Linked DNA regions of Mus musculus: all the other regions are linked to region 5. Evidence: chromatin contacts called from public HiCAR-type, HiChIP or PLAC-seq, Micro-C and promoter capture Hi-C data. All regions are on one chromosome and are shown on one strand. Each heading gives the region's core, a stretch centred on a gene start, on an enhancer-like site or on the middle of the called end of the contact. The rest is flanking DNA. Distances are from core to core; before and after follow the strand shown. Region 1 has its middle 67 kb from the start of 2610300M13Rik. Region 2 has its middle 38 kb from the start of 2610300M13Rik. Region 3 overlaps Gm36408 (a long non-coding RNA gene). Region 4 holds the start of Atoh1 (atonal bHLH transcription factor 1). Region 5 holds the start of Ndnf (neuron-derived neurotrophic factor). Region 6 overlaps Gm36408 (a long non-coding RNA gene). Region 7 holds the start of 2610300M13Rik (a long non-coding RNA gene).

Evidence for each region. Promoter capture Hi-C pulls out the DNA fragments that hold promoters and counts their contacts. A called contact is a pair of places that touch in the nucleus more often than the background predicts. HiCAR-type assays count read pairs that join an accessible place to other places. HiChIP or PLAC-seq counts read pairs in DNA pulled down with a chosen protein or histone mark.
Region 1: a contact with region 5 is called in a HiCAR-type map of astrocytes, with 7 times the contacts expected there. The contact joins the enhancer-like site here to the promoter of Ndnf in region 5. A contact is called at or near these places in 8 of 39 promoter capture datasets (the HPC-7 cell line, HPC-7-derived erythroid cells, cranial neural crest and 4 more), 1 of 484 Hi-C or Micro-C datasets (nephron progenitors) and 12 of 115 datasets of contacts at active chromatin or transcription factors (CD8 T cells, astrocytes, bone marrow-derived macrophages and 9 more).
Region 2: a contact with region 5 is called in an H3K4me3 HiChIP or PLAC-seq map of neural tube, with 6 times the contacts expected there. The contact joins the enhancer-like site here to the promoter of Ndnf in region 5. A contact is called at or near these places in 12 of 39 promoter capture datasets (the 3T3-L1 cell line, 3T3-L1-derived adipocytes, the HPC-7 cell line and 7 more), 1 of 484 Hi-C or Micro-C datasets (nephron progenitors), 11 of 115 datasets of contacts at active chromatin or transcription factors (CD8 T cells, bone marrow-derived macrophages, differentiating embryonic stem cells and 8 more) and 1 of 9 other capture datasets (embryonic stem cells).
Region 3: a contact with region 5 is called in a promoter capture Hi-C map of second pharyngeal arch cranial neural crest. The contact joins the enhancer-like site here to the promoter of Ndnf in region 5. A contact is called at or near these places in 11 of 39 promoter capture datasets (the 3T3-L1 cell line, 3T3-L1-derived adipocytes, cranial neural crest and 8 more), 4 of 115 datasets of contacts at active chromatin or transcription factors (bone marrow-derived macrophages, craniofacial prominence, embryonic limb bud and 1 more) and 1 of 9 other capture datasets (embryonic stem cells).
Region 4: a contact with region 5 is called in a Micro-C map of embryonic stem cells, with 8 times the contacts expected there. The contact joins the promoter of Atoh1 here to the promoter of Ndnf in region 5. A contact is called at or near these places in 2 of 39 promoter capture datasets (both in embryonic stem cells), 6 of 484 Hi-C or Micro-C datasets (all in embryonic stem cells), 2 of 115 datasets of contacts at active chromatin or transcription factors (both in embryonic stem cells) and 1 of 9 other capture datasets (embryonic stem cells).
Region 6: a contact with region 5 is called in a promoter capture Hi-C map of the 3T3-L1 cell line, with 6 times the contacts expected there. The contact joins the enhancer-like site here to the promoter of Ndnf in region 5. A contact is called at or near these places in 8 of 39 promoter capture datasets (the 3T3-L1 cell line, cranial neural crest, embryonic stem cells and 5 more) and 1 of 9 other capture datasets (embryonic stem cells).
Region 7: a promoter capture Hi-C map of hippocampal neurons shows a contact between it and region 5, with 23 times the contacts expected there. The contact joins the promoter of 2610300M13Rik here to the promoter of Ndnf in region 5. A contact is called at or near these places in 17 of 39 promoter capture datasets (the 3T3-L1 cell line, 3T3-L1-derived adipocytes, the HPC-7 cell line and 11 more), 2 of 484 Hi-C or Micro-C datasets (embryonic fibroblasts and embryonic stem cells), 11 of 115 datasets of contacts at active chromatin or transcription factors (bone marrow-derived macrophages, embryonic forebrain, embryonic hindbrain and 7 more) and 2 of 9 other capture datasets (embryonic stem cells and macrophages).

Annotation. Positions count from the first base shown.
Region 1 is chr6:66,397,744-66,401,087 of GRCm38.p6, reverse strand. No RefSeq gene overlaps it. Among named protein-coding and RNA genes, the nearest start is that of 2610300M13Rik, 67 kb to the left of the region's middle. Within about 2 kb of position 1,742, at least 44 of the 459 cell types and tissues checked have an H3K27ac peak or open chromatin away from gene starts, as enhancers often do. A contact at or near this core is called in astrocytes, embryonic forebrain, neural tube and 1 more, where this site is marked.
Region 2 is chr6:66,426,928-66,430,275 of GRCm38.p6, reverse strand. No RefSeq gene overlaps it. Among named protein-coding and RNA genes, the nearest start is that of 2610300M13Rik, 38 kb to the left of the region's middle. Within about 2 kb of position 1,760, at least 7 of the 459 cell types and tissues checked have an H3K27ac peak or open chromatin away from gene starts, as enhancers often do. A contact at or near this core is called in embryonic limb bud and neural tube, where this site is marked.
Region 3 is chr6:66,267,127-66,270,356 of GRCm38.p6, reverse strand. The region is part of intron 1 of Gm36408 (a long non-coding RNA gene); the gene reads left to right. Among named protein-coding and RNA genes, the nearest start is that of Gm36408, 3.6 kb to the left of the region's middle. Within about 2 kb of position 1,831, at least 7 of the 459 cell types and tissues checked have an H3K27ac peak or open chromatin away from gene starts, as enhancers often do. A contact at or near this core is called in second pharyngeal arch cranial neural crest, where this site is marked.
Region 4 is chr6:64,727,862-64,730,969 of GRCm38.p6, reverse strand. Atoh1 (atonal bHLH transcription factor 1) reads right to left here and starts at 1,845. Exons shown (of 1, transcript NM_007500.5): 1 at 1-1,845. The coding sequence starts at 1,647. The coding sequence ends at 592. Gm35851 (a long non-coding RNA gene) reads left to right here and starts at 2,109. Exons shown (of 3, transcript XR_377731.4): 1 at 2,109-2,409.
Region 5 is chr6:65,669,937-65,673,270 of GRCm38.p6, reverse strand. Ndnf (neuron-derived neurotrophic factor) reads right to left here and starts at 1,660. Exons shown (of 4, transcript NM_172399.3): 1 at 1,170-1,660. It overlaps Gm36144 (a long non-coding RNA gene), which reads left to right and starts at 2,024. Exons shown (of 2, transcript XR_869148.1): 1 at 2,024-2,412.
Region 6 is chr6:66,223,536-66,226,802 of GRCm38.p6, reverse strand. The region is part of intron 2 of Gm36408 (a long non-coding RNA gene); the gene reads left to right. Among named protein-coding and RNA genes, the nearest start is that of Gm36408, 47 kb to the left of the region's middle. Within about 2 kb of position 1,857, at least 45 of the 459 cell types and tissues checked have an H3K27ac peak or open chromatin away from gene starts, as enhancers often do.
Region 7 is chr6:66,465,111-66,468,456 of GRCm38.p6, reverse strand. It overlaps 2610300M13Rik (a long non-coding RNA gene), which reads left to right and starts at 1,974. Exons shown (of 3, transcript XR_869151.1): 1 at 1,974-2,053; 2 at 2,692-2,946.

The DNA of each region.
Region 1 (3,344 bases), core at 493-2,992, 730 kb before region 5:
CTTTCTCTCTCTCTTCCTTCCTTCCTTCCTTCCTTCCTTCCTTCCTTCTTTATTAAGCAATCAAGGCAGCCCAGCATCAAAAACTGGACACAAAACAGGAAATGTGACTGATTACAATATATGCTTTCCACACCTATATGCTATTCAGGACTATTTAAAGCACACAGGAAAAGATTATTTGCTCTTTTTGAGATGCAAAAACACCCATATGTATGGTTTGCCATTTGGAGGACACCAATGTAAAAACAGTCTTTAAATAGATCTTAGTCCTCATCCTTTACTTGCATATTTTATGAGCCAGTCACCTACTTTCCCTCAAGTGTTTAGCATAAGCATTGAGAATGTTGAACAAAGGGGCTACTCCTTACTGCAGTATATTGCTGATACCTACTCAGATAGCTTTGTGACATAACTCCCAACGTTTACTGCAGAGGTAAGTATGCCAAATCATAAAGGAACATTAATAGACATCAAGAGGAAATAAAGGAATGTAGCCTTCATTTTTAGCAGAACATTTAAAATCTTGCAGTTCCTTTCCTTTAAAGAATTAGTGCAAGTTGATTATCATTAATTTAATTCTTTTAAACCAGAAAAATGACTATCGAACAATTACAAGGACAACCAAAAGCAAGAAAATTGATCATTAAAATTTAAATATATGTCGCAGCATTTTCACCTAATTAATTTTGTTTCTGCTTATACTTTCCTAAGGAGATTCTTGTTAAGAATAACATTCAACAGTAGAGAGAAGTAGATGTGGTTGAGGAGCTGAGTAAATGCCTATATTATATATACTCACTCTCTTTTCTACATCTTGACTCAAGTTTGTTTTCATCTTCTATGATACATACCTGCCTCCTAACTGTATAAGGTTCTTCTCTTCTAGAATCTTGGTTTCTGCAGGGCATGATAATATAGGTGCAAAAATATGATTTATACCCTATGAAAATGTATTTTCACTTTCTTGATGTGTTTAAATACCACATTTAGTATTTCTTCATCTAGAAAAGATTGGAGATCTGTTTTGAAACTTTATTCCATGATGCTGTCTATGAAACAGACCTAGAGATGTCATTGTTACCCTTAGAAATGATTGGTAGATACACGTTAGCAAAATCTAGATAAGGGTAGCCTAGGTAGTGAATAAGCCATGTTAAATTCTATTGTAATTGCCTTTAGCACCATTATAAAATAGTTTAACTCTTCATCCCATCCATGTACCAAGAGGAAGCACTGTGAAGGATGGAGAAACATATATGGCAATATTTATTTTTCTATGTTGTGCCAATGGTGAACGCTCCTTTTCTTCAACAGGGTCAACCTCCCATGGGGTGATAAAAGAAAGCTCACTGTTGCTCCTCTGGAGTAATCTTTCCAACACCCAGAAATTTTAGCTGAATTTGTTGTGTCTACTGGCACTGGCAGAAATGCCAGTGACCCTCTTAGCAGGAGGCAGTTGCTCCCTTCCCATCAGTCCCACACAACATTGCATCCATCTCAAACAGCCATTAGACGTTTTACTGTGTGCTTACTTGCTCAATTTTGTTTTGCTGGGAAAGTAGCATAATAGAGGAAGTGCATCAAGGCAGAAAGGGGTAGATTTGCCAAAAGAAGAGGGAGGGCAAGCTAACGAAATAGATGTGGAAATTGAAAGAGATGGAATGTTTTAGAAAATGGGCAGAACAAAGGAGCTAATGTGACCCATGCCCCCAGTGAAGGCTGTGTCTGCAATAATGAGGTTCTGTTGTTGTGTATTCAGCCTTCTCAATGGAAGCGCCCAGGGTCCAGAATGGGGGTGGGTGGGCCAGTGTTGAAGGGGAACAATTTCCCGTAGCCAAGTCTATGACCTCAGACTGCCAAAGAACCATTGTGCAGAGCCACAGTTCCAAGTGCTGAAAACAAGAGACAGTTCCCTATACAAGGCAGGGCATGATGGAAAACTTTTTTCTTTTGAAAGACAATACAATGAAGTAAGCTTGTCATTTAATGTTTAAAGTTGATGTATACATCAAGACAGTAAGAAAACAGGTACAAGAGATCTCTAAGAGATGGGAGAAACTATGAGTCTCCATCCCACTGAAAGAGCTTGTTGGATTAAAAATTGTAGTACTAGATGAACGTTTTCTCTTAGTTTGGCTGGCGTTTCTTAACTGTGGCTGTCACCATGTCACCCACAGCAGCAGCAGGAAGTCTGTCCAGCCATCTCTTGATTCCCTTCACAGAGATGATAGACAGTTTTTTGGCTCCTGTAACTGTCAGCAGAGTTGATCACAGCTCCTACCAGAAGACCCAGTGAAATCTGGAGTTTTGCTCTGGAAGACCCACCACATCCTTACTTTGACATCTTGAGTCCCCGGAAATTTGATAATGAAAGTAGTATTGAAGAAAAGGTGGAGTGTTTCTTTAATTTGAAGATAATGCAGAGACCATAGTAAACAATCAGTTCAAGATGAAAGTTTTACTTACCACAAGTCCAGTTGCAAAGGAGCACGCAGACTTGTGGCCCAGAATTGCATTCAGGGTAGACAGCATTGCATGATTCTCTAGTGCATTTGTAAAATAGGTTAATTAAAAAGCCTTTGCTATACCAAGAGGCCTCTCTTCCAGGTGATGGCCGACTAGGCCATCTTCTGCTACATATGCAGTTAGAGATATGAGCTCTGGGGGTACTGGTTAGTTCATATGTTGTTCAACCTATAGGGTTGCAGACCCCTTCAGCTCCTTGGGTGCTTTCTCTAGCTAATAAAAATAAATAAAATTTAAAAAGCCTTTGCTACAAAAGAAAATAAAATCAACAGACAAACAAAAAACTGCAGTGCACTTCTTACTGAGATAGATGGACTCCTGTCTACCAGCCTCAGAAGTTACATTCATACAATTTCTTTTAAAGCTACCATACTCCAGATTTCTGTAGTTCTGGGTGACTTTAGTGTGATAGTCAAGAATAAGGACTCAACTACACAGTCTAGATGGAATTACTAGCTTTGTAACAATAAGGACTTGGCTCAATTGCTAGGATTATAATTTGACATGCCGTAAGTACTTAGTTGGTTTCTATGGAGATATAACTTAAAATCCAGTAACTTAAATAAGGATGTTTAGAGGTCTCATTTGCTATTTGGCTGTAATTCTTCATATTATTTACTAATCTTAAGTGGGGAAGCAATTTAAAGCCAGGGTTATGTTTTATTTTTCTCTTCATGTTTACCTCTTAACATGTTACCTGACACTTAGAAGTAGTAGTAGATGAACCTTTGCTGAGGGAACAAAGAACATAAAACTTGTTTTCTACTTGGATTTATATTTCAATGATGGGTATGCTTTGGAAAGAACCAACAGAGTTC
Region 2 (3,348 bases), core at 511-3,010, 760 kb before region 5:
TAATCTTTACTCCCAGTTCAGAGGGGTGTTTTCAACCTGTAAGAGTAAAATCTTATATTATATGTTCTCCCATATGTATTCTTCTTGTGATTTGAGACTTATATATCATCTTTTAAAAACTATTGCCTCACTATGTGCATCTAACCTTACTATGTGCTTCTAAAATCAAAATTGATATCCAGAAGTTGTTTGTTTTTTATTCTCTGCTGTTTAATAACTCTCTCATAATAGCAAGACTATATCTGCTGTTATTAGTGACTGAATAAAAAAGTATGGCAACCCCAAAATGCTCAAGTCTCCCCAGACTGTGCCACACAGCTCTGCCACTGTGTCCTTTTGAACCTCACAGTCCCAACATAAGCTGAGAAGTCATTCCAGAATCTTGAGGACAATTCCTTTGAAACATTTGCTTTCAGAGTCCAGAATTTAACTGCAAATCCCCAAGTGAAAGATATGTTTGGAATGTGTTGGATCCACTTCATGGTCACATCTTTTGTTGAGCCATGTAGCCAAATGAGACTCATGGGTTTTTCTGCAGTATGTGTCTTTGGAAGTTCATTTATCCAGTAACTGAGCTGAAGTTATTACTTGCCATGATTTCTACTTTACCTTCTATGATCCTTTATTGGGCTCTTAATTTACATATGAAGTGTAGAAATGCAATACATGGGCAGAATGCCTCTATAGTGTGATGACAAAATTAAGAAGAGAAAGAGAGAAAACACTTCCAAGTGAGCAAGTAGTGTCAAAGACTTTAGATGTTTTTATTCAGTTCTTTGAAATCCTGAAGACTCATTTCATGTTTAAGCCATGAAGGAAGACTGAATGCAGATCAAAGAGAAATTTAATGCCAGACTCCTTTATAATTTGACCATGAGAAGCAGTATTTAAAAAGCAGTACATTTGTTGTCAAGGATTGCAATTTGACCAAAATTATGGAACTTTATTGTCCTCTTCAAAGACTGCCTCATCTGTTCATGTTCATGCTAATGTGCTTTCTCATAAGTCAAAGCTGACTATGCCCAGATAAAGCCAGTCTCATAGAAGAATGATCAACAATTCATATTTTACAAAATGGTTTTGGAACATACAGGGCGACTTCTTATCCCTCAAAATTCCCTTTGGCTCTATTCTTGCAGCCAGTGCTGGAGGTATGTGGCAAGGCTGCATTGTGTAAATGTCACTCCTTCCTGGTCTGGAAAGGGCACTCATGACACTCAGGTCATAGGCTTCTCTTCAGCTAGGAAGTCCTCTCTATGCTTTAGAACTCATCCAAGATTTTGACAAGGTAACTTGGAATTTATGAAACTGTTTCTAATTACAACAATTATTTCTTTACTATCTAACATCTCTACTCTAAGTAATAAGAGTGCTTATGTGAGAGTACTCTCTCTCATGTGAGAGCTGTCTGTTGGGTACTGAACTTGCAAAGTAGGTGGTGATGAAGTGTGTTCTGCTGTTTTCAAGTAATGCTTCATTTACAGCCTCTTTCAGAATAAAAAGCTCAGCAAATACTCTGTGGTCCCCAGCAATTGATGGATTGGGGATGATGCCTCAAACCTTGGGTTCCTGCAGATTTGATTACATGGCATGCCCTGGAGCTTTAAATCACCACTGCTCTGACCTGCAGCTGAGTATGTAACAGAATTGCCTAATTAGTGCTTAGCTCAGAGCGGTGTATGGCTTTAGGCATCACACATAACTTGCCATTTATGTGGCAAGAATCAGCAGAGCTCAGTCTGGAATGTGTGAAGCTGCTGACAAACGAACAGCCCCGCATGCCACAGAATGTGGAGTAGAAGACCTGGTCATCTCTGGCAGGGAGGATGAGGTAATGGCCTTCCAACCTAAATAAAACACGGCAAGAGTTTGAAGCTCATTGCTTTCCAAGGTAGCAGATTACTTCATCTCTATGCTTCAGTTTTTCTCCTTGGGGAGACTTTATTTTCTTTAATTATTCTATCTGAACAACAAGAGTATTGATTCTTTGGGGAATACATGCAGTGAAGACAAAGTTAAATAGCTTTCTTATGATGCATTTCTTCTTGAGTAAATATCTTGGGAGGGGTATAGTGCCAGGCAGACTTCTTGTTATGACTCCAGAGTCACAACAAGAATTTCATCAGAAAAGTCTACATGTAGGTACAATGTCACCTTCCTAGAGAGGTGACATCCTTCTGTACTTTCCTTGTGTTCCTGACTCTTGTGATTTTTTTCCAGCTCCATTGGCTACCTTATCTTTCCTTTAAAGTGACAGATGGCAGGGGAAGATAACTGTGAGCCCTGAGCCCATGTACTACATTCTGACTTATAACCAAAACTCATAAATCAAACCCAGTTACTTTTCTTCTGATATTTGCCAGTTACTCCTCCTGCTAAATTCCAAGGACAAAGAAGAAACCTACTTCAGAAAGCCTTATTTACCATTTCTCAGAGGCAAATGTTCCAGTATTGCTGTGAGCGCCATGCTGCTGTATTGATGGAAACTCGATCACTGCTCAATTTGTTCTTATTTGAGTAATGGCTGATTGCCTGCACACATGACAAATATATGTTATACATTATTAAAATGTAAAGCTTCATCAGAGACTGTTGTTACCAAGTAATCTCATTATGGACTTTAAATAGATGCTCTATCATAAATTCAAGATTTTTGCCTCACAAAAACGAACACTATTAAAGAGGACTATTAAAGAGGACAAGTATGACATAGTATTACCAGAGGATCCAGCAATACCTCTCCTGGGCATATATCCAGAAGATGCCCCAACTGGTAAGAAGAACACATGCTCCACTATGTTCATAGCAGTCTTATTTATAATAGCCAGAAGCTGGAAAGAACCCAGATGCCCCTCAACAGAGGAATGGATACAGAAAATGTGGTACATCTACACAATGGAGTACTACTCAGCTATTAAAAAGAATGAATTTATGAAATTCCTAGCCAAATGGATGGACCTGGAGGGCATCATCCTGAGTGAGGTAACACATTCACAAAGGAACTCACACAATATGTACTCACTGATAAGTGGATATTAGCCCCAAACCTAGGATACCCAAGATATAAGATACAATTTCCTAAACACATGAAACTCAAGAAAAATGAAGACTGAAGTGTGGACACTATGCCCCTCCTTAGAAGTGGGAACAAAACACCCTTGGAAGGAGTTACAGAGACAAAGTTTGGAGCTGAGATGAAAGGATGGACCATGTAGAGACTTCCATATCCAGGGATCCATCCCATAATCAGCATCCAAACGCTGACACCATTGCATACACTAGCAAGATTTTATCGAAAGGACCCAGATGTAGCTGTCTCTTGTGAGACTATGCCGGGGCCTAGCAAAC
Region 3 (3,230 bases), core at 582-3,081, 600 kb before region 5:
TAAGATCCCTTCTTGATCACGACCGTGAGAGCTACCATAATTTTGAAAACCTTTTGTGTGGGTAGATTTATTTAGATATAGAATTTCCCCCCAAATATACATTTAAGTCATGCTTGATGTCTCTCCTAATATCTTTATAACTTATCCAATGTGGATATGGGATAATTTTAATTTAATGTATGTGGCTTATGTCCACATACTTCAAACCTCTTCCACTTTTGCTGTCTTTATCTACGATACCATCACATCCCCTGACTATTGTGAAAGACTACTAAGCAACCTCTACAGCTTTTTTCTTTTATAAAACATTCATTTTTGTATAATCATCAAAATGAGATTTAAAATTTATAAATCCTTTATAGATCCCACAAGTGTTTGTAACATACCTGAAGTAAAAGGCAAACTCAAGTATCCTTCAGAGTGCTTTCCAGACTATCCATTACCATTTTTGCTCTTATCTTCTTCACTGCTCGAAATGAAGTCCACATCTGGTTTAGAGACATATGTAGCATTTATCATATAACATGCTGTAGCATTTCTGATCATTGTTGAATTCCTGTGACAAAGTCTAGCTCTTGAGCATTTCAGGAAAACAAACAAACAAACAAACAAACAAAGACAGAAAAGGTCCTAATGTGAATGCTTAAACCAATGCCAAGTGTTTGTGGGTATTGTTTTGTTTTGTTTTGTTTTGTTTTACGTTTGGAGATAAATGATTGGAAGTCATTCTAATGTGCACTTAAAAAAAATCCAAGGATAGATAAATTGGAACTGGATTTTTTTTTTTGACAAGCCATTAAAAGACAGGTTTTAGAAAATCAGTTAAAAAAAAAATAGCTTGGTGGCAGCATGGCCCCAAACAGAATCATGTCCTCAGGGGGCAGAACAGGCTCTTCCTCACTGCTGTTGGATCTCCAGTTCTGCCTCTCTTCATGCTGCATAAATGGTTCCACTTCTCTTTGTCTCCTATCTCTCCACCACATACTTATACACGGTAGTGATGCCCAGTGGGCAGGCCTCTGACTGACTTCTGCCCACCTATCACCCTAGGAATATTGTATTTTGGTATCACTTATACCATCTCAGCAAGAGAAAAAGCCCAAGTCCTGTTTTATTCTTTTTTAAAATTGAAAATAGATTATTTTATACAATATATTCGGATCATGATTTCTATTCTCCAAGTCCTCACAGATCCTCCCCATCTTCCCACACACTTAATCCACACCCTTTCTTTCTCTCTAACATTATTAAATATTAGGCTTCATAAATAAATAAATAAATAAATAAATAAATAAATAAATAAATAAATAAATAAATAAATTCAAAATAGACCAAAGCAAGGAAATAAACAAGAAAGAGGTCAATGATAAAACACATGAAACATATACAAAAACAGATACACACTTATGCACACACAGACAAAACCCTTTTTAATGAATATTCCTTTCGACCCATGTGAATTAAGTCAGAATGGTTTAGGGTAACAGAAATCCAAATTTCTTAACTTTCAAGTCTTATATTGAAATAATTGAAATTCAAAAGATTTTTTTTGCTGCTGTTTAGAGAACTGTGAGCTTGTAGAGGGTTAAACTCACTTTTCACATTCAAGCATAACATATGTATTCTATAACATTTAAGGTACTAGTAAAAATTCCCCAAAGTGTTCTGTAATGTTGAGACAAATAATGTGGCCATTCAGACTTTCTAACACTGAAAATATGAATAAGCTTTTCCCACTGCTAATGTGAAACAGCTGCTGTCTATCCCACACCCATTTACAATTTTCTTCTGAATAGACTTTAACAAAATTACACGTGTGCTGTTTATTGTAGATGAAGTTGGGGAGGTTTGAGGCTGAATACGTTAGGGAAAGACTGTGTTAATGCTGGGCACACATAGTTCCGATGGTGAGGACAGAGCAGGCTGATGAAACCCTGAAGTATCATAAGTCAGAAAAGCATATGTTTGTCCCATTCCAACCATGTTTAGAATGAGCCTGTAACTGCCTCTCAGTTTGTCTCTTGTATTTGACAATCTAATCACAGTGTTGTAGTTTTATTCCTGCAGCATCTTAATTCTTCTTCAAACATGGTCCAGTTTTATATGGAAGAACTTAGTCTAGCCATAATGCAAATTCTGCAACATTGAGATTTGGGAAAAATAAACACCTCCTTGCCTTTTATCTTCCTTGCTTCGATTTATTTCTCTGTGTACATTTTCTTTCCCAACTCAAGGACGCAGAGAAAATAGCATGAAGTAAATGAACAGTGTGCTGTTGTGGCTTTTCTTGTCCTCAACTGTATCTCTCCAGATCTTTGTACAACTTATGCTTTTGCTTTGTCAGTATAGAAATACATACATTGGTCTTGATTCATAAACCTTTATTATGTTAGATTTTTTAAAATGATCAAGACACAAAATATAAAGGAAAATTGCATAACATCAAGCAATCTTAGAAATTTAGATTGATCAATTTGAAAACTCAAACTGAAATGTTTTGAGGTTTTTAATGCAGCATAAAATAAAACCAAGAACATACTTTTGCCTTGGTGGATGATCAAGTTAAGCTGAGAGTGGACTAAGACTGTATACTTACTCAGTTCTCTCAGTACTGGTGATACTTGGGTTTCACCCAGAATCCTCTCAGTACTCTGACCTATCTTGACTCTATTACAAGGTACCAGAAGGAAGAATATGAATTATTATTTATTATAACAGTTTACTAAAAACTCAGAATTATACACATCTAAAAATTTTTTGATATACAGATAATTGGGCTGTCAAAATGGCTCTGCAGATAAAGTTTGCTCTGCTTAGCAAACTGAGTTCTATCCGTGGGATCCACAAAGTAGAAGGTGAGAATTGACTCCTATAAGTTTTCTCACCCCATATGCATTATTTGCTCCCCTAAATAACCAGCTGTAATTTGAATGAACAAATATACAAACAAGTTTATTCTTGTCTAGAAGAAGGTTTCTTAGAAGCAGCAGAGTCAAGGAGCCTTCATTGCTGCTGATATCACTCTGCTGTAGCACTGTTCCTCATCCACACCACACCATCCTCCTTCAGCAGTTAGGAGACAAAACCCCAAGTGGGGGACCACTCTGCAGAAGAAACCAGAAAATTTAAGCAGAGTCTTCAAAGACCCAAATGGTCATGGTGAAACTAGGCTGGGACAGAGAGATCATGTGAAAGAGATAAACTATGCAGAAAAGGATCAGGGTTGCTGG
Region 4 (3,108 bases), core at 596-3,095, 940 kb after region 5:
GTGGCTGTTTTTAAAATCAAAAGTTGCTCTGCATTGGCAGTTGAGTTTCTTCAAGGCGGCGCAGCGGCCAGTGATGAAGTGCGTGTATTCTGGGTCCGCTAGACACACTGCTGGACACACTTGGTGTCTAAGCTCTACAGATACTCTTATCTGCCCCTGCATTTTAACAACACAATAGTCCGTGTTCAGTAAAGTACCCAATGCGGGTCTCAAGCAGTTGGGGAAACAACTTCATTGACTAACTCCCTTATTTGTGAGTGAGCGCAACACGCAAGGATGAACTCCCAAGGTATAAAATAAGTGAAACCCAGACCAGAGGCAGAGATACGACATTTTAGCAGCATATTGGCAGCATGGACCATGAAACGATGCCACGTAAAGGTACATATAATGATACAGTATCTACATACAGAGGAAGGAGAAGGTAGGAGGAAGGGGATTGGAAGAGCTGCAGCCGTCCGAAGTCAAGTCGTTGCTAACAACGATCACCACAGACCAAAAATTAAAGGGTGCAGGGATATTTGTCACGGGGCTTCCCGCGCGCTAGGAAGGGCATTTGGTTGTCTCAGTTTTCAGGGAGCTGTTGCCTTCCTAACTGGCCTCATCAGAGTCACTGTAATGAGAGTGGGGGGAAAACTCTCCGTCACTTCTGTGGGATCTGGGAGATGTTTTGCTGTTGTCCTCCTGTACAGGCTGCAGGATGCCCCCGGGCAGCGAAGGCGACAGGTCCTTCTGTGCCATCATCGCTGTTAGGGCCCTGTCCTCGAAGGCTGGGAAGTGCAAAGCGTCCAGCTGCACCGAGTAACCCCCAGAGGAAGCTGGGCCTGAGAAGCGAGTCCGGCAAGGCCCGGGCGGGGTAGGTCTCGGGCCCCCTCCCGGGGCTGGCTGAGCCCCAGCTACCGCAGAGGCGCCCGCACCTCCTTCATAGGAGGAGGCGGTGCGAAGGTGATGGTGGTCATTTTTGCAGGAAGCTGTGGGCGGCGGCGGTTGCTCTCCGACATTGGGAGTCTGCAGCAACTCCGACAGAGCGTTGATGTAGATCTGGGCCATCTGTAGGGTCTCATATTTGGACAGCTTCTTGTCGTTGTTGAAGGACGGGATAACGTTGCGCAGCTGGTCGAAGGCGTGGTTCAGCCCGTGCATCCTGCGCCGTTCCCTTGCGTTTGCTGCCAGCCTCCTTTGCTTCTGTACCCCATTCACCTGTTTGCTGGAAGGGGCTCGCTGGCGGCTGCAGCCAAGCTCGTCCACTACAACCCCACCCTTCAGCTTGCACAGCTGTTCCCGTACTTTGACGGGCCCGGGGCTCTTGCTGAGGCCGCCACAGCCGCTTCTCCTTACCAGCTCACCCTGGCTGTCAGCCTCGTCCCGGGGCGCCGCGGCCTCGGAGGCACCCAGCTCGGGAGAATGCAGCAGATACTGGGCGGCGCGTGCCGTGCAGAGGCCCTGCAAAGTGGGAGTCAGCCAGGCGCGTGGGTCGGTGCTATCCAGGAGGGACAGTTCTGCCGGGTAGACGGGAAGGTCTCTCGCCTGCAGGGTAGCAGGTGGCTGTGGCGTCAGCGGCGGGACGTGGTGCGGCTGGGGATGGCGATGGTGGTCCCCCAACTCTTTTACCTCAGCCCACTCTTCTGCATGCAGCAGGCGGGACATCGCACTGCAATGGCTCGGAGGTGCCGTGTTAGAGGAGGTGCTGGCAACCCAGTTCAACGAAGGGGATAAGCCCCGAACAACAACAACAAAAACCTTCCTAGTCTCTTCTGCAAGGTCTGATTTTTTTTCCTTCCTCCTCTGACCCTCCCCCTCTCACTCGGAGATCGCACACCAGGTCGCGTGCAACGAAGCTTCTCCGGTTGCTGAAGGCGCTGCGCCCCTTTAAAAAGCGGCACGCGCCAGTGTATCTCCCCCGGCTCCCCTCCCAGCCCCCTCCTTGCGCCAGTCGCGTGTCTGCCCAGTCAAAGAAGGGGGCGGGCAGGCGCGTGCGAGGAGCCAATCAAAGAGTTTTTACACCCAGTGAAAAGTTACTGTGTGCCGAGGAGTTCAGCTCTGGCTCTGGAAAAAAAAAAAAAAAGAAAAAAAAATTCCCCCTTGTCCCTCTAGTCAGTTCTGGAAATTCATATGTTAATTGTGGGGCTGTAATTCGACTCCTGAGGGTGTCACCTCCCAGGCGACCTGAGTGAGGGGAATGGGGGGTGGGAGGGGAGAAGAAGCGGGCTCCCGGCTGGTGTCCTAGCGGCCCCAGCTCAGATGAGACCCAGGGTAGGCGGCTCCCGGCCAAGCTGGACGCGCCTAGAGCCTTCGGGGCACCAACTGGAGTAGCCCGCCTGGCCTGAGATCCCTCCAAGCCTGGATCACAGCTCTCAAGAAACTCGTAAAATCGCCCATGTGCAATGTGACAGAAATACATATAGAGAGGTGTGTATATAGCTCTTACCTATTGCACATTTAATTTGTAGAAGTGTTAAGTGGCGTCTAATCAAAAATCAGAACAAGGTGAAAACCATTCGCTTCTGGGAACGTATTTCTTAATTTTGACTTTGTCTGCATCTCTTGGTCCACATAGTACTTGGATTTTTTTTCATGTAGTCTTTTTTTTTTTTAATGGAAAGTAAAGCTGCGGTATAGTTATGACATACCAAAATCGGGATTGCCCCAGGAGCCTTTGAGCGTGTTTCTTAGAGCCCGTTAGGGTCTCAGTCTGCAAAAGCCCTTCGCGGAGGATATCGCGCTACGCTGAGCTATCGCAAGGGATCATGCAAACAGTTTCAAAACTCACAGCGTAGGACTCATAAACGCAGAGCCACAGGAGGCTGCCGGAATTAGTGCAAAAGGTCTTTGGGTTCTTTGTGATTCTGGGCATTTTGAAACTGCTGCCTCGGGAGGCCCCGGTTTACTAGTGCGCGTGGCTTCTTGCGCAAACGCCCAGAAACCACAGTCAAACCCACCTGTCCCGCTCTGTTTAGTTAGGGTGTTCACTCCCTCTATAAACCGCTCCCCTCCTACCTCTTTAGCCCTCCGCCTGGTAGTTTACCACAAAGAGCCAATCAGAAACTTCCTGGCTCGGGACACGCCCCAGCTTGCTCCTAGTGCTCTCCAGTTTGGGCTTTCTTCGTC
Region 5 (3,334 bases), core at 411-2,910:
ATTTAGCGGGACTAAAAGAAGTAAACAAACTGCCACCCCAAGTTACTTAAAAGAACTCTGTTTATATATATCAGAGACTTTTAAAGGTTTATTCTCCCATTCCAGGTCTTGGTTTCAGGGAGCTAACGGTCCCCAGAGCAAATAATGGACAGCGCCCTGCAGGGACAAGGAGGAGGGTGGTGACCTGTGGGATTGGAGTGAGCCAGCTCCGAGCCACCCTTCTGCAGCTGGAGCGACCGACTTCAAGAATTCTCACACCTCGGCCTGGGACGGGGAAGAGAGTTTGAGAATGAAGCTCGAGCGACAAAATGAAAGAGCACACCAAATCACAGTTGCGAAGCGCCCGCCAGGGAAGAGCGGAGCGGGTCTGTAAGCTAGCGCTTTAACTCCGCAGGCTCCCTGCCCGCGCGACAAGGAGAAAGGTGGCTCGGACTAGAGAGCTCCGGCCGGCACACACACACTGGAGAGGTCACCACACAGGGTGGCCGCTGTGGTGGAAGGAGGGTGTCCGGACCTCCGTAGCTACTCTGCTAAGCTTCGGAAAGTATGAGCGGGACCTAGACCACCCAGCTTAGGGAAGTTTCTCTAAGGATGCTGGTCTGCGTGGCAGAGGACAAATGAGGAGAAAGCGCGGGGTCGCTGGGCTAGTCCCAGAAGATTCCTTCCACCGCCGAGCAGCCACCGTCTGCATGGAGCCCACCTCCGTGCTCCACTCCGCGAGTCCTGTAAGCTTCGCAGACCCACGCTAGTGCCCCCGAACACCTCCCGCCCCAACACCCAGTCCCGCAGAACTAGCACATATGGAGGACTTTGAACCCGGGGAGAGAAGCAAGAGCCCACCGCCAACCGGCCAAAGTCAGTGTCTAGTCAGGGCTAGGATAAAGCGGGCGGTTCCGGGGTTCCACTCCAGCCCGATGCAGCGTGTCCACCTCCCCAGCACTGCCGCTGTCTGCCCACCAAATACATCAGAGACCCAGCCACAGACCGACCAACTCAGTGAGAGCTGCCCACGTCCGTGTTCTAGAGAGTCTCTGGTCGCTCCTTTCCCTGTGTGAGGATGCACCTCAACCCCGACCATAAACCAGCCCTTAGATGCAAATGCAGTCGGGCCAGGTCCGCACCGGCGCAAGAAGGCGCCCGGGGAGGTGAGATTCGATCTTGCTCCTTACCTTAAAGAATTTGTTTTTTCTAGTGGGAAGAAGAAAGTTTGGTTGGTTTTTTTTTTCTTCTTCCCGGGGGGTGTGTGGTGCGGAAAAAGCCCAGGTCCGGGGATCCTACCAAGATGTCAAATACCAGGATCCACGAACCGAGGGGACGTGCACGCTAGGGCAAATGTAATGCCCAAGTGTCCCAACTTTGTGGCGGGCGCTGCAAACTTCCAACACAAGCAGAAGGCCGGCGACACGCAGCCGCAGAAGTTGCTGCGAAGTGGCGCAGACGGCGGCGCCGGCCCGGGGGTCTCAGGACAGCGCTGGTCAGTGCGGGCGCTGGGTGGCGGGAGGATACTGAACGCGCCCGTGGAGCTGGCACTGCCGGACGACTGGCTCGCTAAACGCCGGCGCGGGCTGCAGAGACAGAGCCCCGTGCACCAGCCACAGAGGCGGCGGCTCATACGCGGCTCGCTAAGCTCTGCTCTCTCGCCGCTCCGGGCAAGGAGTGTGCGCTGGCTCCTGGTGTCACTGCAGAGCTTGAGCCTCTGCCCCTCCCAGCCCGCCCGCCGCTGCCCGCTGCCCCGCCTTCCTCTGCCCGCCGCTCCCCCTTCGTGCCTCGCGCCCTCTCTCCCGCTGCGCGCCAGCGTGCAACACACACACACACACACACACACACACACACGCACGCACACACACATACACACACACACACACACACACACACACACACACGTTCCTTTGCTGCCTCTCTCGCGCATACATTCCGGTCCAACGACCAAGTACTCCTCACACAAGACCCTCGTGGGGTTGCAGTCTGGTGGGGGTTGGGGGGGTGGGGGGTGGTGTCACAGGACACATTGCTTTCTTTAGGTCCCTGCCACCGGGGATGGGGAGAGGGGTGGGAGGGCGCCTTTGAGACCCCCAACAATGATGCACGACTAGACGCGCACGGGGGACCATCTCAGTGTCCAGAAGCCGGGGAGCACAATGGAGAGGAACTCTGAGCTTGGTTAGTGATCTGGAGTGTTCAGTTGGAAGACTGGAGGTTGGAGGAAGCGAGCGAGCGAGCAAGCAAGCGTAGAAGGCGACTCTCGCAGACCGCCTGCCCCAGCCTTCACTCTGGAGCGTTTGCCTCTGCAAATTCAGCCTCTGGGGCTTGAAACTCAGCAGCTGTTTTAACAATTGAAAAAAAAATGACCCTACAGGACCAGTGAGGCCCAGCAAAACTTGGAAATCCATTAAGGCTGACTAGGTAATTATGGTAAGAACTTGCTTAATTAGCAACCTGGCCTGAGCCTGGGTGTGTGTATGGGTATGGAGTAATATTTAGAAATCTCATTTTCGTGACTGAGAATCTAGACTAGCAAGTCTCTTTTCCCTTCCTTCCTTCCTTCCTTCCTTCCTTCCTTCCTTCCTTCCTTCCTTCCTTTCTTTCTTTCTTTCTTTCTTTCTTTCTTTCTTCAGACTCTGGCTTTTAGGGAATCAAGTTCTAAGAATATACTACACAGGATTCATTAATAGTGTCTGTATTGAAAACATGAAAACACTTATCTACTTCCATTGTCACCAAAGCAAAGATAAGATGAAATTCAACCTTATCGAACCCTCATTTATAACTATAAGCTTTCTGTTAAATGCCTTTGAAAAGCAAGCATCTTGCAGACAGCAGTTCAGCCCACTTTCCAAAGTTCTGCTGCTAGGGGGTCCACTACTACTCTAGGTGGGTTTGTTAAATGCTTCCATGCTGTGACATAGTTTAGTAAACGCCATAAAAGGCTTAGAAGGTGCTGGGATACAGATTTCAGTGCAGAACTCTGGAGTATGGTGGAGTCCAGGCAAATAAGGATGGAGGAGGGGAAGGAGGAGAGCACTCTGCAGAGAAGTAAATGAAGAGGCTGAAACTTGTCAGAGTACGTGGGTGCCCTGGGAACAGGGAGAAGTTAGGTGTGGCTGCATTGCAGGTGCAGTGAGCAAGGCCTCCCACCCCAGGCTCCAGGCTCAGGGAGGCAGAACTTCTGAAAGTTACTGTTGTTTGGAAAATGATTAAAGTTGTTAAGAGGAAGCAGATCATAAGGTTGGTGTCATTGGGTACACATTTAGAAAGGTCACTCTGATACCTCTTAGGAAGACAAATAAGAGTGACTTAATAGTGAGGAAACTTCTGCAAGGTAGAAACAAAAGTA
Region 6 (3,267 bases), core at 608-3,107, 550 kb before region 5:
TTGATGCTCAATGATGAGTCATTGAATCTTTCTTCCCCTCTAGAGAGGTTACAAAGTAAATTGTTAAAGTAAATTGTATTGCCAGTGTTTTCATAATGCCATCCCACCTTTCTTTCATCTATATTGGTTCTGACCTGAAATTCACTATGGTTACTTCTTATACAACTTTAAAGAGAGGGATTTGGGATTTTAGGTTTCTGCCAAAGAGGCATTTACTATTATTTAGTAGTCAGGTAACCCATTCTTGGTTGGTTAACAAGGTATTTTCATACCTTTATATGCCTCACCTATTGCTTGCTGTACTTTACCACTGACTCTTGGATCTGCATTAGAAGAAGAGATGTAGAAGAGCCCACACTTTGCTTTCTATTTTCCTGCCAATGACTTTTCATAATAAAAATAAATACAGTCTTTCTACTATCATGGTTTTTAAATTTCTGTGTGGGGACTAGAGTCTCAAAAGAAAACAGAACTCCAAAAAGGAAAAAAAAAATCGTTCAATGAGAAGCAAATCATATGACTCCCTGCTTAACCTGTAGAGAATTTGTGCAAAGCTTCAAAGGCTTTACTTTGAAAAGAAATTATATGTAAAATTATGTTTACAAATCTGATGTGGATCAAGGATTATGTCCGGAAGACAAAAAGTCTGTCTTCAAAACAACAACAAATTTAAAGTTAGAACTCAGGTGCTTTCTATTACAAAATGTGCTGGCATACTTCATAACAAAAAACCCCAAATGAATTACCTTTGGTGAGTTTATTAAAAATGTATAGGGATTGTAAGAGATATAATATGGCCTGGAAATGATGACAAGGTACTTTTAAAATCATTTTCTCTTTTCAGAGTATAGTCAGCCAAACTGAAATTAGAAAATAATAAAAAAAAAAATTGGAGGGGGCGGTAAACAAACAAGCAAACAAACAAACAAAATTGAACAAACGTGCCACTAACTTGCAATTTTATGCTTTAGCAATGGATGATAACATAGATGCTAGAGTGTAGCTTGTTGCACAAGTCTGTCAGGGTGCTGGAAAGAGCCACAGGTCACTGCAGGAAGAAATTCTGAACTCAGCTGTTTAGAGTACTTGTTGCTCTTTCAGGGGACCTGGGTGTGACCATGATACATACATGGAGGTTCACAATCATCCATAACTGTTCCAGGGAGCTCAACACCCTCTTGGCCTCTATAGGCACCAAGCACACATGTGGTGCACACACACACATGCAGGCAAGATGCTCAAACATAGAAAATAAATCTTAAAAAATAACTTCTTCAGCATCATTAAAAGACATAACTAAATCACAAGGTTTAGACAAAGCATTAAACAAATGTTAAAGTGATTTTATGACTACTGCAAAAATATCAAAATATCAAAATATCTCAGTTCCTCCAGCACCATGTCCACCTGTGTGCCACCATGTTTCCTACCATGATGACAATGAGCTAAACCTGTAAGCCAGCCCCAATAAATACTTTCCTTTATAAGAGTTGTCATAGTCATGGCATCACTTCACAACAATAGGCCATCGACTAAGACATTGGCCCAGGCAAATTCTTCTTCATCTAATACAGCCTCAAGGAGCCAAGAGGCTGGACACCTTTGCCTCAAAGATTTGAGTGCAACATTCTGCCTTCCTCTCATCTTGCTTCTAACAAAGTCTGGCTTGACACAAATCTTCCCACAAACACAGAAAGGATCTGCTGTGTCTGCTTTTTTTTTTTTTTTTTTTCATTTTTCTTTTGCTTCTCCTCCTGAGTAATGGTCATCCTTTTCTGTTGTCCTCCAGTCCCTGTTATTTCTGGGGACCTGAGCTGGTATAGCCATGTGTCTCTTAATGAGTCATATGAGAAATCCCCTAAGCATTGTTTCCCATTGGCTCAGGCCAGAAAGCCCTGACTAGGTGAAGCACAGGGAGTTAGAGAACTCAGTTTTCAAGGTCTAGTGCATTTAGATCTATCACATCCACCCGAACCACACTGTGAGTGGCTTTCATTGCTCCTTTCAAAGCTTTTCAAGTTCAAGCAGTTCAGGTGCTGTGTATTCCCTGACTCACATAGTTTCTCACATCAGGCTGTGCATAAGACTGCAGGTTGAGTTGTGGATTTTCCCATTTGTGTTAGAGGTCAGGCCTGAGGTGGGTATCTGCTTTCACTTCACCAAGTTCTCTTCCTCTAGACTCTCCAGTTCTTCCCCTGAGTACCACGGTTTTGGATCCCAGGAAGGGCTCTCAGGCACAAATCTAATTTTCACTCTCTTTCCCTTATGCCCTGCCAATTGTAAGAACACAGCAAGCCAGAGCCTCCATCTCATGCTCCTCTTTTTCCACATTTCTTGCCAAATCAGGGGCTAAGGCACTGAGCAGCATCTGTATGTCCTTTCCCCGTTGTAATTCCTCCCTTATGCAGGCAGGCAATTTCTTTCTGGGAACAGAGCCAAGTCTCAGTTGCATGTCTTATTGCCCACAACAAAGGCCACACAACTGTCACCACAGCCTGCTTATGATCCCATCCCCTCTGTGCTACAGTCAGGGATTGCAACATAGTCTCTAGCTCCTTGGTCCCATACACACATGGCAGCCCCTCTTAAACAAGAAGCCATGTCACCCCACATCATATAGACGAAGGCATTATTAACCCTAGGCTTTCCTTCTCAGATGCTCTACTTTGAGAGATTGGCCTTGGGTGCCTGGCCTGTCACCCATCTCATAAGACATGCAACCACCACTAAGAAAAGGGGGTACACTATTTGATGCCAAATGGCAAGAGGTAGCCATATTGGGTTTGTCCCGGCAGATGGTACATACACAGATCAGTGTCATACCTCATAATCCGTGGTGGGGGCAACACAATTGCTTATCCTTAGTTTGTTTTGGTTCTGTTACTTCTGTCTAGCTATCAGTTGTGTTTTAGGCTTTTCTTGGGGCCGCATGAACCAGTTCACTACCCGATGATAGTCCGTACAAATGATTCTTCCAAGTGTAGCTTAGTGAAGTAGTGAGTTTATTGGGGTTTCTTACAGCAACATTGATCACTCAAAGGAAGCCTGCTGCAGTGTGGGTGATGGTCCACAAAGACCCTGTTCCTGGACTCTGCACAGCTTGCAGGCAGGTTGGCCATCTTCTCAGCACAGGTGCCTGCTTCTATAATCATGAGTAGGGTCTTTGCAGATCTCTTAAAGTTTAGAGAGCTGTCTAAGTGTCCTGAGGTTTGTTCACTTCTGGAGTCTCATGATCCTCCCCTCTTCCTCCAAGAGAGAATGTTTCAG
Region 7 (3,346 bases), core at 725-3,224, 790 kb before region 5:
CATTTATATTTCAGACTGTTTTGAGGGTTAAGTGACTCAATACATGGTTTATAATTACAATGTATTTAGCGTTAGAAATTATCAGTTTTGTAGCTAGAACAATATAGTCTTTTCTATCTTATATATCATTGATTTTCAATGTTTTTTTCCCCAGATCCAAATTTCTATTTGCTTATTTTAAGTGGGGGAAATAAAAGAAACATCTTTGATAACAATTAACTTTCAGGTGATGTTAGTCATTTGACAATCATTTTGCTATGTAATTGCAATTCATAATTATATCTGAATTACCTATTAGGACTTAAAAAGGTACTTTATAAAATTAAAGTTAATCCCAAACTTAATTTTAGTTTTCCCAGGCTGTCTTTAAAGTTGATGTATAAATGAACATGACTTTGATCTTCTGACCTTCCTTCTCCCATCTCCCAAATTCTGGGATTACAGGCATTGCACACTCTGTCTGTGTAGAACTGGGGAAGGAACCCAGTGTTCATTCATGCTTGGCAAGTAGTCTACCATCTCAGCTACATCCTGGGCCCCACAAACATTTTAATGGCCTATTAAATTTTATCTGTACATATACATCAATCTTCCTTTACATTATGGACTGTAACATATTTGCCTTTATATATAGTTTTGGTGGGTTAGGAGAACACAGGAAAGTCTAAATTTAATTAAATAATCAATAACTGTGTATTGTGTACAGTCCAGGAGAACACATGCATTGAGCTAACAGCAAAATAAGCAGGTAACTAAGAATGTGAGGAGATATAAAGTTAATTTTCATGTTGTATTTTACAATTTGAATATTGTCACTCCATTACTTGCCAGCATTTCAAAGGTATTGTTACTATACTGTGCTATCTATAACTAATCAAGAAGTGACAGTAAACACACACAGCTCATAGAAGAGCTTCAGTTGACGTGTGTGCTGCTGCAGCTCTGATACTAAATAGTAAGACTGTCTAAATACATTATCAGAACTTTTGCCTACTTTTTCTCAGTTAAAAAGATATCCAGTTGTCTAAAACCTCTCAAAAATAACTTTCACGTTGTTATTCTCAGAATGAACATTTAGAAATGTTTGCAAAATGTATGATTATTTTTCGATCTAATGAACTTATTTTTTTCAAAACTGGCGATGGAACTCTGTACCTTGTGTGTACCAAGCAGCACAGTACCACTGAGATGCACTCTTCCTAAGCTAGAATATATGGAAATAGAACTTTCAGTTCATCTTTGTGTTCCTAGAACAGGGCAAATTCTGTTTGGTTCACCCAGAAACTGTGTTTCTACCAGGAAATGCTCATCAAAGACTTATAATTATGAATTTTAGATTCTTCAGTTGAAACAGAGAGTTGAGACTATTTTCCTGGATATATGCGGAAAAACAATAAGTGTTTTTTTTATAACGAAACATTGTAAGGACAAGGGCTAAGCTACTTTGGAAGTTGTGCTTATTCAACAATGGTAAGAAGGCTGTAGTTTTAATTTGTTTCAGTAGATGGCACTAGGGTCTCAAGTAAAAACTCAGTTTTAGGAAAAACAAAAAAAAAATGTCTTTACTATTTAAAACAAAGCAGATGTCATAAAAATCCATGGGACTATTATATGAATAATCACATACGTACAAACAAGTGGAAATTAAATATTCATCAGATATCTTGCTTCAGCTTTCTTAACCCTAAACAATTGTGGAAGATTAGATAGATTGAAGAGAGAAATAAACACAAACTTGAAGATTATAGTTCCGCAGAAAAGTCTCCAGGATGTTTTTAGTTACAGTTTCCTTGCAAGATTTATTTCTTTAAAATATTTTAAAGAATCACATTATTTTCTCCTTTTCTAGTTGTACTCACTAGCTGTTCACAACTTGGACACGGAAGAAAGCCTAGAAGATCTCTACCTAGAATTCACAAAACAAAGCAAGCACATACACGTTGTTTGAAAAGATTCCCTCCTTAGAAGCCTTGGCTCTTTTTGTGAACATTGTTAGGATCTACTCAGTGGAGAGAGCTGTAGTTTTATTCCTTCTGATATCTGAGACCAACAAGTAAGTGTTCACCCTGGAAGTCTCTCATTTTCTTTGACTGTTTCTTATTTTTTATACAAAGACTCACCATGTAGCCCAGGCTAGCCTAGAACATAAGATCTCTTCTGTCTCTTTCCTTAGTGTTGGGACTCCTTGATTTAAAACAATTACCCTTTATTTCTATCTCTTCTTATAGAAAACTGGGTATCTTGGATGTAGTGTTTGCAACTCTTTATTACAATCACTCTTTATCTTTTCCTAGGCTCAATGATTATTACCAGCTGGTTAAAATACAGTGTTTGTAAAACAAACCAGTATTTCCTTGTATACTTTAAAAGTATGATTATATTATATAAACATATTACAACTATTCTCATTTTCTTTAACCAGATAGAAGTTAATGATTAGAGAAATCCACATCTCTACTTAAAAAGTTTTAAAATACTATGAGAGGATATTGATGTAGAGAAAATTTTCATGGAAAATGTATGACATAATAATTACACAGTAATAAAAATATAGGAGCATAAAGACAAAAGAAGTACTGAGATTTTAATTCTGTGATTACACAATTGTGTTTTTACAAGGAGCTAAAACTGTTTGGCTTCAATAGTGTAACTTCCCAAAAGTCACTTTGTTGTGATGTCCCCAAATTCCAGAGCTTTCTCTTTGCCCTCACCCAATCCGACTCACTGGCTCATCTTTGGCTTTTGTGTGGTGTCTTCACTGAGTAAAGCCACGACAGAGGAATGGAACCACAGTCTCCTCCTGAGTCCACATCGTCCCCAGTGCAAACACGTGTTGCAAAGGATTTCAGTTTTACTATTGCAGTCAGTAGAGAAACCAACTGGGGATAAGTTTGAAGGACGTGCTGCTGATCTTAGATGCCTTCTTGAAGTCAACCACATAAGCAGGTAAGTTTTTATGCTCCTTTCGAGTAACTAAGTTTTTCTTTCTTTTTTCTTTTTTTCCATTTTACTTTGTTTTGAAGGGACACAGGGTTATGAGTCAGCGCTTTTAAGAGTCAGGAAGGAACCAATAGAAAAAGAGGATTCCCTGCTCTCTGCCTGTTTGATGGGACTTTATTACTGGAGTTTGCCACATGGCAGCAGTTACCTTAAGGTGGAATTTGGAGATGGCAGTGGAGAGCAGGGAGAAGCAGCACAGAGCATTGAAACGCCATAGAACCCGCACAGATGCAGGCTGGGATGCTTTTACAAAACATTGTTTCTGACGGAAAGTTCGACTTTGCCCCCTCCCCCTTAAATTACAGCAACAGATACAGGGAAGATTATTGTAAGATTATTATTGAAA